2 separate regions of the Macaca mulatta genome follow, and region 2 is linked to region 1. Evidence: chromatin contacts called from public Hi-C data. All regions are on one chromosome and are shown on one strand. The core of a region is the stretch at or near the end of the contact, and the rest is flanking DNA. Distances in the headings are between cores, read along the strand shown. Region 1 holds the start of SUV39H2 (SUV39H2 histone lysine methyltransferase). Region 2 holds the start of MEIG1 (meiosis/spermiogenesis associated 1).

Region 1 (3,545 bases), core at 443-2,942:
AATTGGAGATGTTTGTGCAACACCTAAGGGCATATGTCCATTAGGCACTGTGGATATTCTAGCCTGGAATTCAGGGCAGAGGCCAGGGTTGGAGACAAAAAGTTAGGAATCTTGTGTCAAGATGCAATTTAAATCCATGGGAATCGGGGCAGTCACATAGGGAGAGGGCGGATGAGAAATGCAGTCCCAGGGCTACAGTCCCTTCCCTGAGGAACCCAGGCTGGACTGAGGAAAAGGAGCCAAAAAGGGATTCAGGAATGACCAGTGAGTAGCGAAGGCCGCTCCTTGGAGGGCTCTGAAAACATACAGGAGAGGCAATGAGTGCTTGGGGTCGGTTAGGACGGGAGGCTGTATCTTCAAGGGCCTGAAGGCATAATCCTAGATAGACTACGCCTTAAAGGGCCTGGATGCTCTTCCAGGTGATAGGGTTGGGTAGGGCCTTTTATTCCTTATATCAAGGTAGTGAGATGCTCATCGTAGAAAATGATTAAATATGTAAAAACGAGAAGTTAAAATCACTTCGAAAGGCTGTATTTCGTTATTTTCCTATACATTTTTTTCCTAGTTAAAACTATATTTCAGGGGGATTTGTTTTGTTTTTGCTTAACACTAAAAGCTTCATGAACATCTTTTTAAGACGGCTAGACAGTATTTCATAATGGAATCAAATAACCAGTCCTTTAATGGTCTGCGTTTAAGTCCTTAGTAGACATCAAATGGCTTTCTGCCAGTTTTCGTTATTTGCTCTAAGATTTCTGCTTTAGGTTGTTTAAAACAGTCATATGGATGCGGCGTCAAGAATGGCTGGGGGGAGGGGGTGGAGACCAGGTGGGAGGCCCCCGGAGTCGCCCTGCAGCCTCCTTACCAACAAGTCCTCTTCCTCCCGGCCCCCACCCGTCAGCAGGCCGAGCTCAGGAGCTTGTCAACAACACGGGAGGGGGGCTCGGGTCTCCTTACAGACCTACCCAGTCCCAATTTACATTAAAAGTTGAGCCCAGGAGGTCGAGACTGCAGTGAGCCGTAATCGCGCCACTGCACTTGAGCTTGGTGACAGAGTGAGACCCCATCTCTCAAAAAATTCCAAGTCCGCACCTCCCCCCCACGACGATTCGTAAACCCCTTTTAAGTGTGAGAAGCACTGATGGAGACTGGCGGTTTCAGCTGTGCCGCACATTAGGATCAGCTGGGAGCTGGGCAGCACAGGCCACACCCCACACCAACCAGTCGGAATCCCGGCGACTGCACCAAGCCAGCGGAACCTCTCCAGCCGTGCCCATGTGCGGCCGCTTCCGAGGCCCGGTGCTCTAGGGAAGTGGGGTCGGGGGGAGCCTAACCATGGCCCGCCGAGCTGCGGTGGCTGCGGAACCGGACCCGAAAGGCACCGTCCCTGGCCGACGTCCTCCCGAGTGAATGCGCCAAACGGGCCTGGCGCAGGGTATGGGCGCCGGACACCGCAGAGCATCCCAAAGCACGCGCGCGCGCTCGCTCCGCCCCGCTCGGCTCCTCGCTTTTGGGGCCGGGCCTACCCTTGGGGCGCAGGCGCGCTGACCGCCGCGGCGGGGGGTCGGCCGCCAGTGACGTCAGGACGCCGTGCGGGTTCCATCCCCCCTACAAGCCCCGGCCCCCAAGTCCCGCGCGGGCCGGCCAGGGGCGGGGCGTCGGGCCAGCTGAGCTATCCCGTCAGACCGCGCCAGTTTGAATGAAAGCTCCACAAGATGGCGGCGGTCGGGGCCGAGGCGCGAGGAGGTGAGGCTGGAGCGCGGCCCCCTCGCCCTCCCCGTTCCCAGGCAAGCTCCCAAGGCCCGGGCGGCGGGGCCGTCCCGCGGGCCAGCCAGACGGCGACGTGGCGGTTCCCCGGCCGCCGCGCCCCCGACTCCGGGACGCACGCTGCGGGCGCCTACCCTCCCCCAGGCCGCTGACCCGCCTCCCTGCCCGGCCGGCTCCCGCCGCGGAGGTGGGCACTGCGCGAGCCTGGGGCGCTTCGGCTGCGGAGCGTGGCCTCTCCGCCCGCTCGGCCCGGCCCCCTTGGCGTCTCCCGTGGTGGCTTCGGGGGTCGGGGCCGCTCCCCGGCGGTCCCCGGCTGGAGGTCCCGGGGGCCCGGCTGCGACTGGCTCCTTTGTGGTGGTTCGAGCGCGGCGTGCGGCATGCGCCCGGGCCTTTGAAGTGGGAGGCGGGAAGCGACGCCCGCCGGCGTGAACATGACCTTAATATCAGAGGGGGAGAGGAAATCGGGGCTCCTGTGTGCTAAGGGGATAACCGAGGAACCCCCCCCCCACAAGGCGGACACGCTAGGAGGTTGAGTGCCTCGTTGGAGAGTCGCCCAGAAAGTGGGTATTTGAGGTTGCAGCCTCTGGCTTACGGTAACTCTTCCACCCACCGGGAGCTTGGTGTTATTTCTGTGGACGCTGGGGAATTGGGCACCGAGCGTGCGTGGGTGTGGGCGTCGGGGGGTGTTGGTGTCGCGCACGCTTTGAGAGCCTGGAACTTTTCCGTGCGTTCTGGAATGTAAAGGTGTTTTCAAGCTCGCCTCCTCTCCACTTGGATTATGACCTCATTATCCCCGAGTTTTTCTTCCTTGGAGAATGTCAGGGGTTACTGTGAACTAAGCTAGCGGAAGGTGTTTGTGGTGGTCATGAACTATTTAATTTTGTCAGTGAAATATTTTTCTACATTACTGGAGACTTGAGAGATTGTCGTTTTGCTTTTTTTTAACCACGTGTTTGCAGTTTTTCATGTTCACTTTTTTTTTTCCTTTAAATTCTCGAAGAGCATTTCCTTTGCGGGTTGTGTTTTGAATCCTCAACTAGATAAAAATGTTTAGGAAAAGCACACAAACACACCTTGGGTAGATACTCAAGAGGAACCACCTTTATACGTGATCCCCTTAGTGAGGTCAGCTTAACACAAAACGTCCTCTAGTTTTTTTAGATGGAAGGGACTTACGGGGTCATTTCTCTCCTATCACTGTCCTACCCCCAAACGACCACTCCAAAGCAATCGGCCTCTTCCCCCACGTTTTCTGGAGGAAAATACCTTTCTCTTTACTGCTTTAGGATGGAGTCGTTTGCAGCCAGTGAGATGGTGGAAATTATGCTTAAGGGTTTCTGACAATGAAGTAGTCTCTGTGTGAGGTGGGGAGGATGAGGAAAGGGTGCAGGAAAAGTTATTGCTGCTAACAAGTGTTCTCCCTTTCCTGAAATTACCTCAAAACATAAAAGGTGATCGCAACTACCTTGGAGAGCTACCAAGTAAAGCTTGAGTTTACTGATAGATTTTGTTTGGTAACACCAGTTTTCTCCATTTTTTTCCAGTGAATGTGACAGCCAGACAGATTGAGACCTCACTAAAGTCACATAGCTCGGTGGCTGAGCGATGGGTAGGGCAGAGGACTTTTGATCCTGTCTAGTGCTTACCATGACACTAGCGCTAACACCAAGTTTGTTCCATTTTCCTAAACGTGTTTGTTAATTTACACTTTAAATTCAGTGTGGTAACATGCTACTTACAGAAATTTGAGGGTCAAATCTTCTGGAACACAATTAGTT
Region 2 (3,545 bases), core at 280-2,779, 75 kb after region 1:
AGAGCATGTGCCACTGTCCTCCAGCCTGGGCGACAAAGGGAGACCCTGTCTCAAAAAAAAAAAAGGAAGAAGAAAGAGACGCTCGAAGAGGTGCATGATGCTAATATGGCAACGCATGAGAAAAGGTCCAGATTTTCCTCATTAAGCAGAAATCACTAGTGGCTTTGTGGGAAAAAAAGCAGAGACATTTCCCAGAAGCAGTAACTTCAACAATTTATAGTCCAAGTGATTGATTCCACACCCAAGACAATATAGCTGGCCTTCCCACCAACCCTGTGAGGAAAGGCTGTACTTGGATACCTGTAATTTACTTTAAAACCCTTTCCCACTGCGCATGTGTAGATAGGTTTGTTACACTGATCGACTCCACAGGGTCGTGGGAGCTTCCTGCTCCAGCACTCTGCAAGGCCACACAGCAGAAGGCAGCAACTCCAATGATTCCGTTTATCATTTTCTCCAATTAACACTAATGGCTGAGCTAATTGGCACAATAAGTATTAAAACTGTTTTCACTGGTAAGTCACTTATTAGAGCAACAGAAGTGAAAATGAACAATGGTTGTGAAATTAGCGTATTTAAACTCTGGAAATTAGCTCCAATCTCTGCCTGGCGTATCTAGCCTCGAGCTTATATCATTAACAGCGACACTCTAACCTTAATCCCTAAATCGGTCCAGCTGTGAAAGGATCCAGCTGTGAAATCATAGTAGCTTTTCTGGTTGCCTGATACCATTTAGAAGGGAAACATCCCTCCTTCCTAACCCAGGACGAAGCGTTCGTAGTGGATGCGGACAGAACATCCAAAGGCCAGGGAGTTTGCACTTCGTGGAGCTATCAGGCGGATTGTTTCACAGTTGTGTGTGTGTGTGAGTCAGCCCGCTTGCTGACCAATGTTTGAGGGTGTGCTCAAATGGATCTGAAACTTGTTTTCTTCATACACGGTAGCGAGGCTCTGGGGGAAGAACTAACCCTCGCCAATCTCTGACCATCGGCCACCAGCAGAGCTACCAAGAGAACCTACTAGCAGCGCTTGACCAAGCCGGCCCGGGGCGCAACTGGCAGGCGCCGTTACGCCTCGTTGACCAGATCCAAAAATAGATGAAGCCTCTGAGAGGCTGAAGAGCCCGACTGGGACAAGGTGTGTGCTGGCCGCCCCCTCGCTGGTCTCCCACAGGCTGCAGCTCCTTGCTCCAGGACCGGCCCCCTCCTGTCCTCTCTCCAGCCCCCAGCGCCCCAGGAACAGGCGACGCGCAGCGCTCACTCACCCTTGTGGCAGTGGGACAGGAAGTAGGCGCGGGCCCTAAGGTTCTCCCTGTCGAAACGGTCTATGGAGATAGTTGGATACTCGGCCATCTGCCCCTCGAAGGAACTCATATCGCCGCCGATCCCAACGTCCCAGACCCCAAAACTGCAGCTGAAACCCAGGCCAGCCCAGACCGCGCTGCCACTTCCGGGAAGCCGCGCGCCGCCTCGCCATTGGGCGGCCGAACGCAGCCACGTCCAATCAGAGGAGTCCGGAGACCCGGGGCGACGCCAAGGAGCATCCGGTCGGGTCCCAGGCGCCGGCTGCCGGGTTTTAAATCACCCGCGCTACGCAGCATGCGGTGGGCCGTGACCCCGCCCAGTGCAAGGCTTATTCCTGCCAAAGAAACACAGGTGTTGCTCTGGTAAGGCGTTGCCCGTGTCTGTGCAGGTGCAGTCGCGGGAAGGGAAATCGAAACTCCCAGCGCAGGTAGCCCCAGCCGACTAGGCGAGTAGGCTGCGGAGCTGCGCTTAGAAATCATTCTTCCTTCCGCTTCCTGCTTGTCTACTGCTGGCCTGAAATCCGAACTCAGTTCCCCTCTCTTTTCTGTTCCCAATTTCTAACCTTGTGGGATAACCTTGAGGATTGTATGAAAAAGTTTGTAACTGACTCATGGTAGATTCAGTAACTATTGATTCCCTCTTCCGTTTTTATAATCTACAAACTGAGGAAGTCATCTCTGTGTGGTCTTGGGGCAAATAAGATCCGAATAATGTCTTCGCTGCTGGCCTCTGCCCTGGTCCCCCACCTTTTTGAGCTATACTTTTAGGAAGTTAGAATGATGTATTAAAAAAAAAAAAAAAAGATGGGAGGAAAGGTCTAAAATTTTTTAACAACCAAAGCAACTTTATGAAAATGTTTGTTAAAGTACTGTATTAAAATTCACCAAATAATCACCATGACATTTATTATGCTCCTTCCTATCAAATCTCCTTAGTATAATTAAACACAAACAACCCAGAACACTTTTACTTTATTTTATGTATTTATTGAGTTGGGGTCTAGTTCTATCGCCCAGGCTGGAGTGCAGTGGTGCCATCTCGGCTCACTGCAACCTCTGCTTCCTGGGTTCAGGCGATTCTTCTGCCTCAGCCTCCAGAGTAGCTGGGACTACAGGCATGCGCCACCACGCCTGGCTCATTTTTGTATTTTTAGCAGAGACAGCGTTTCACCACGTTGACCAGGCCGGTCTCGAGTTCCTGGCCTCATGCGATCCGCTCACGTCGGCCTCCCAAAGTGCTGGGTTACAGGCGTCAGCCACTGTACCCGGCCTTCCGGGCCTCCATAACACTTGAAGTCCCGCTTTGTGCACAGCATGGTGACAAACCTTCGGGTAGCATTGAATCTATCTGGGGACAACATGTTTGCAGAATACGGCAAATAAATGCTTCCACAGAGATGCAAAGTAACATGAGAATAAATCCAGGAACAAAGATTTCTGATCAGGGAAGTCAGGAATCAGAATGCCATTCCAGCCCAGCACAGTGGCTCATGCCTGTAATCCCAGCACTTTGGAAAGCTGAGGTGGGCAGATCACCAAAGTCAGTAGTTCAAGACCAGCCTGGACAACATGGTGAAACCCCATCTCTACTAAAAAGAAAAAAAATCGGCCAGGCATGGTGGCACATGTCTGTAATTCCAGCTACTCGGGAGGCCAAGGCAGGATAATCACTTGAACCTGGGAGGCGGAGTTTGCAGTAAGGCTAGATCACGGCAGTGCACTCCAGCCTGGGCAACAGAGACTCTCTCTCAAAAAACAAAACAGAATGACATCCTTAATGTCAGTTTGTTCCTGTAGTCATGATACTCAGAGTTCTATTCAAAAACGGATTCCCATGAAATCTTGAGGAGGGGGAGGAGGGGTGACATGGAAAGGTATATACAACATAATCACTAATTTAGGTAAAATATCCTGCTAGTATACTACTGGCAACAACTTTGATGGTTTGTCTTAGAACACATGGGAACAACTGCCCTGGCAGGGTTATGGAGACCTAACAACAAATTCTGCTGAGTCTAGTGTCTGAAGAATCTCGTGGTGGAGCTCCAGGAAAGGCAGGTTAAGATAATGCTCGTGATCTTATTTATCTGCTCACTTATTTATCTCCTCCTCTTTCCACAATGGATACAGTACAAACAAAGGGAAATAGAGTCACGACAAAGGGAAAGACAGGATAGAAAATAAGCAAGATAGGTAAGCATAGCCCAGACCATACCTAGCGAATCAGAAACTCTTGGAGAGT

Evidence for each region. Hi-C and Micro-C count contacts between places; a contact is called where the count stands out from the background.
Region 2: a Hi-C map of fetal cortex germinal zone shows a contact between it and region 1, with 2.4 times the contacts expected there. The contact joins the promoter of MEIG1 here to the promoter of SUV39H2 in region 1. A contact is called at or near these places in 3 of 14 Hi-C or Micro-C datasets (CD4 T cells, fetal cortex germinal zone and liver).

Annotation. Positions count from the first base shown.
Region 1 is chr9:16,432,751-16,436,295 of T2T-MMU8v2.0, forward strand. It overlaps SUV39H2 (SUV39H2 histone lysine methyltransferase), which reads left to right and starts at 1,693. Exons shown (of 7, transcript XM_077945816.1): 1 at 1,693-1,746.
Region 2 is chr9:16,508,323-16,511,867 of T2T-MMU8v2.0, forward strand. It overlaps MEIG1 (meiosis/spermiogenesis associated 1), which reads left to right and starts at 1,530. Exons shown (of 3, transcript XM_015146528.3): 1 at 1,530-1,666. It overlaps DCLRE1C (DNA cross-link repair 1C), which reads right to left and starts at 1,373. Exons shown (of 14, transcript NM_001204350.1): 1 at 1,265-1,373. The coding sequence starts at 1,373.